Linked DNA regions of Mus musculus: region 1 is linked to region 2. The links are chromatin contacts, called in public HiChIP or PLAC-seq maps. All regions are on one chromosome and are shown on one strand. The core of a region is the stretch at or near the end of the contact, and the rest is flanking DNA. Distances in the headings are between cores, read along the strand shown.

Region 1 (2,700 bases), core at 193-2,692, 2.2 Mb before region 2:
GTTTCCCACGCCGTCCTGACGTCACCATGGCTGAGGATGGCTTTGAGCTCCTGATCCTCATGCAGCCAGCTGCAAGGCAGGGGCATCCTGTGCTGGTTTGAATAACAATGGCCCCAGAGGCTAAGATTTTTGAATACTTGGTTCTCAGTTATCAGGACACTGTTCAGGAAAGATTAGGAGTGTGGCATTCTTGGAGAAGGTATGGCATGGGTGCAAGCTTTCAGGATTCAATAGATTCTGACCACCACCACCATTCTCTTTCTGCCTCAGGTTTGTGCCAAGATAGTGTCTCAAGTTGTGACTTCTCACTTCCTGCTCCAGCACTGTGTCTCCCTGCCTGTTATCAGGCTCTCCACTGTGGTGGTCATGAACTCTAATCCATTTAACTTGAGCCCCAAGTCAAACACTTTCTTTATAACTTGCCCTAGTCATGGTGTTTATCCCAATAGTAGAAGAGTAAGGACGACAGATGACACGTGTGTGTGTCTCCACACCTGATTTAGTACAGCGCTTAGGTTCCATCACTGGGCTCCATCACTTAGGTTCTAGGTGAACACTAGGCCCAGAGAAGCCCATTCACAACCCTACAGATTTCTACCTTCTAGTCAGGGAATGTTACATCAGTATTGTTGCTCTTTAATACAAATCCTAAATCAAATGGAAACAACTAAGACATTCTGGTGAGGGAGCCCTGGAAGGGGGAAATGAATGCATGGGTCAGATCAACACTGTGAAAGGACTAGGTCTTTTCAGCCACAGAATACATAATCTGGGGACATCATGGGGCAGCTGGAGAGCCCTCTGCAACTCACTACTCTCTCTGCTGTGAGGGTAGTGAGGTATTTCTGCCTGGCTCTGCACATGACTCCTCCCCATCCTGTCCCTGATGGATGAGGAATCTTGCTTGTGTGGCAGCTTCCCTGAACTGCAACTTCCTTCCTGTTCTCATCCTACAAGAGTCCAGCTCCAACCTCAGAGGAACACTGCAGCTTTCTGTCCCTAGTCTTGTTTTTTCCTTCCCTTTGGGCCACACTTGCCACCTAGGCAAAGCCAGCACAGGAGCTCAGGTGCAGGAGAAGCCCATGGGGAAAGCTTTCTTTCCATCACAGGCAGATTTCCAGAGGGTCAGGAACTTTTTGGATGATTGTATCATGAGTCTGAACAAGTGACATAACAAGTTCCTGTAGCTCTGAAAATGTCCCAAGTTACTGGAAGGCAGAGCTGACCTAAGGCAACTGACTCCCTCTGGTAGTAAAACCCCAGTTAATAATGGGGTACCACCCTGTTGGTTGATAGTTCTGTGGTTCCTTTTTCTCAGTTCCACCCCTCAAAGTCTTAACTTTCATTTCTCTTGTGGTTCACCAGAGCCCGTGACTAAATTCTTAGAAGCTTAGTGACTAAGTTCTCAGGGTATAGACTTTGCTCCTCTCCATGATTCTGGGTCATTTGGTTGGTGTTTGAAGGTGTGAGAACAATATTAGACTGCAGAGTTGGGAGGAATTTAGAAGAAAGCACTGTCTCTGCTTTGGTGAGTTTAATTTGAAACTAAGAAGGAAGGGGAGGTGGAGAACTGCTGGCTTTCTGCTGAGTGTTCTGGGCCTAGGAGTCAGAGGGAAGGGTGGCCTGGGGAAATAGCTCTCATGGGCTGAAGAGATCCGGTTATTTCTCCAAATTTACTCTCTTCTTTCCTAATCTTTAATTTTGAGTTGCACATGAATCTCCTGCTCCAAGAGAGAAACTGCTCTCCCTCAAAAGTAGAGCCAGGGCAGAGTTTGAAAACAAAAGTTTAAGATTTATCTGAGTAATAATGGATTTACCCATGATTCTATGGATTCATTCCCTATGTTTCTGTCCCTGTGATTAGAAGTCCTGACCTTCCTGCAGCTACCTATTCATGTATGCCACTCCAACCTCAGTAGAATCTGTGTGACAAGTTCCACAGACTGAGGTGAAAACTTCAAAAGAAGGAGGCCTCCTAGAACCAGTTGTGGAACTCTTGGCTGAAATAAAATATTGAGCCCTAGTTCTCATGGCAATTTATCTGTTTTATCTTTTTTATTCATTTTTTTATTTACAAGATGTTCCTGATAGCTTAGGCTAAGATCTTAAGTAAGAATAATGGGTAAGAAACCATCCCTTGAGATGGGGTCACTAACCATGGCCTTATCTCTGGAAAAACCAACATTTCACTTTATAAATCATGCATAAGATAGAATTGATAACTAAAAACTTTCCCAACAATAAAATTTTACATGGCTGCACATGTATCATTGGAAATAGGCTTTCGTATATTGTTTAAGAAAGCCTTAAATAAAAAGAATAAAAATACTTCAAATATATGCTTTGAAGATTTACAGAAAATCAGGTACTAGATGTTAAACAACAACTGATCATAAAAATGTATTAACTTGTTCTTGGAAATTTGCCACTAGCCTTAGATGATTTTTGTATTTTACTATGCCAAATGATTATAATAATATCTGTTCTACCTGACTGCTTCACTGAACACACTTTTCTTAGAAGTTGTAGTACTTGAATGAGAGAGAGAGGAAGAAAGGGAGAAAGGGAGAGAGGAAGAAAGGGAGACAGACAGAGGCAGGCAGACAGACACAGGGAGAGACAGAGGGAGTATGAGAGAGAAAAAACACTGGAGAAGCACACTTTCAGGAAGTGTCAGATTTCTATTCCTTTGGAACATGA
Region 2 (2,700 bases), core at 154-2,653:
CCTGTTATTTTGGGGATTTACAAACCTCACTTAAGGACCCTGTTATTTTTGGGACTCACAAACCTCTTCCCATTAAATACCAAACACTAGTTCTGCCCTCCCAAATTTCCCCTAGCCCCTCCAATTTATTCTCTTCCCATTGGGAGGAATTTGCCTAAGGGCCAAAGAAGAAGTAAGGGGTCCACAAACTGCCTGTGCGATGAGAACAGGCTTCTGGAATCTGAGAACACTCGTTTAGTCAGTCACTGACCAGCCTGAGTTTGATTGTCCTAACTTGACTTTCTATACAGTACCACAGCACGGATACCTATTCTGTAATCTTCACATCCTCTGGGTGGAGAAATTTTTTTTGTTGATTTTACCAAAACAAAACAAAACAAAAAACTGATACTTGGAAACATTAAACTACCTGTCAGACCTGATCCACTTTATTTGGAGGTCCTCTGTAAGACGGGGTGTTTATCTTGTGTTGTTTTCACTGTACCTTGCGGAGCTCTGCACGTGGTAGAGCACCCAGAAAGTTGTTAAAAGAATCAAGACTGTGGATTCTCCAGGAAAACTGCGCCCAAGGCCTGGGTTAGAAGCACCAGAGGGCGCCCTCGAGGCCGTCCACTCGCCGGTCTCCAGGGCCCAAGCCGGACCTCAGGCCTGGGCGCGGTCCTACCGCTCCAAACAGCCGCGCGCCAGGGCGAGATCAGGGAACAAGAAGAGCCCCACGTCTTCCCACGCCCCGCCCCCTCCCCAGGGCCCCGCGGAGCTGCGAGGTGCGGAACCACGACACGACATCCTGTTTTGGGGGCCCGCGCGGCTCCGCCTGCATCTCTGCTGATCACGTCTTTTCCCGGGGTGCTGACGGCAGCTGCCCTCCCCCCACCTCTGTCTCCCCACCCTCCCCAGGGGTCTGGGACCTTCCCACTGCTGAATCACCACCACCCAGCATTCTCCCAAGGCTCAGGGCAGGGGTGGGGACTGCCCCAGCCTGACCCATTCCGGCTAACCCCTAGCCAGCCGCGGCTACCTCTAGATTCCCGGGCTGAGCGGAAGGCATTTCTCAGCCTTCCCGCGGAGGCTGCGGGGCGGGGAGTGAGATACTAGGAAGAGAACAAATGCCCAGCGCCTAGCTTAGGGCCCCTGCTGGGGGGTGGGGGGGAGATGCCAAGTGAAAGCGGGGAGACCTGACCTTGAGAGGCCAGACTCAAGGGGTCTCAGGGCTCACGGGGCGAAGAGTGGAGAGAAGCAGGGTGTGCGGGACTGTGCGGAGGGCAAAGCTTGCAGAAAACCCGAGGCTGGAGGGTGGGGGAGGCCTCCGACTTCCTAGTCCGCCCCGCCCCGGCCGGCCCGCCCCCGCGCCCCGCCCCGGCCCTGCCGGCCCGGCCCCCACCCCCCCACTTCCTCCGGCCTCCAGTTCTCACTTCCTTCTTGAGCCCAGAGCCGCCGCCGCCGCCCCCAGCTCCCCCGCCGCGGGGAGGGCACCAGGTGAGGCCCGGGTCGAGCCCGTCGGGCAGGGGTCCTGGGAAGAGGAGTTCAAGCTGGCCCGGACTGGGTACCCGGGAGCCGGGAAGTTTGCAGGAGGGAGGCCGAGGGCGGGAGGTTTTCGTTCACTGCAAGTTGGGCGGGCGCGGCAGGCCGGGCGGGGACAGCGGCCACCGCGACCCGATCGCTGGTGGCCGGGTTGAGGGTGGGATCCGAGGGACAGCGCGAGCTCCTGCTGTCCGCGAGGGACCACTGAGATCCGAACCGTGAGAGGCTCGGAAGTGGGAAAGCGCTGAGCTGTGAGGCTGGGACTCTGCGGTGGGGTGCCCTCAGAAGTTGTGGGGCTGTTCAGTAGTGTGTGAAAGGAAAGGGCCTCTGGGCTGCAGAAGGCGCGCTCTCTGCTCTGCAGTTGTGACATTTGTGAGGCTGGGGTTGGGGGTGGGGGGCGGTGTCTGAGGCCTCTGAAGTCTCACCCGGGAAGGTCGGAGCCAGTCCATAGCTGCTACACTGTTGCTGCTGAGGACTCGGTGGGGGAATCCCCATTCCCTCTCTGTATTTTTCTGAGCCAACCTCTTTATTCCTGTCCCATACAACAGCGGGTATTTAGTGAACACGTCTGTTGTGTCTATCAGACTCAATCTGGCCTTTTTTATTTTGAGGATAAACTGAGGAAGGAAAGGGCCACTATACCGATAGTCACTGACAACTTCCATGACTTTGAGAGGCAGCTGGAGTACTGGCTTTCGGTAATGATTGAGAGCTCTTAACGTCTTCTCCCTCACCTGAACTCCCCATACTGTCTTCCACATTCGCCATAGTGTCGACCACATTCGCCTCCTTCCGGCTCTTCCCCCAACCACATAGATGTACCCAGGCCCTGATCTCGCATTTACCCTGCCCTGCCTGTTGTTCAGCCTCTGACTACCACACACATATCTCCCCATTTTGTTTCTATCTTCCCTGCCGCCCTCAGTCCGTCTCCTTCCCTTGGTCTGTAATCTAGCTTTGGTGTCAGAAACTGCTTTAAACTTGCTGAGTTTGAGAGCCTTTTTCAAACGTCTTTAGCTTAGAGATGCTGGCTGCAACCTCCCGATGATGGAGATGATTAAACATGTGCACACGCCCGTGAACATGCAAGTTTTGGTGTTCTTTATCTCTTAGAGACAAAATAACTGCCCTCAGCCTTGAGAAGGCCCAGAGCAGAAGCCGGCAGAATGAAGGGAACCT

Evidence for each region. HiChIP or PLAC-seq counts read pairs in DNA pulled down with a chosen protein or histone mark.
Region 1: an H3K27ac HiChIP or PLAC-seq map of bone marrow-derived dendritic cells shows a contact between it and region 2, with 4 times the contacts expected there. The contact joins the promoter of Trim30c here to the promoter of Rhog in region 2. A contact is called at or near these places in 1 of 39 promoter capture datasets (pre-B cells) and 1 of 115 datasets of contacts at active chromatin or transcription factors (bone marrow-derived dendritic cells).

Annotation. Positions count from the first base shown.
Region 1 is chr7:104,399,520-104,402,219 of GRCm38.p6, reverse strand. Trim30c (tripartite motif-containing 30C) reads left to right here and starts at 1,442. Exons shown (of 8, transcript NM_001378693.1): 1 at 1,442-1,528.
Region 2 is chr7:102,248,821-102,251,520 of GRCm38.p6, reverse strand. Rhog (ras homolog family member G) reads left to right here and starts at 1,403. Exons shown (of 2, transcript NM_019566.3): 1 at 1,403-1,476.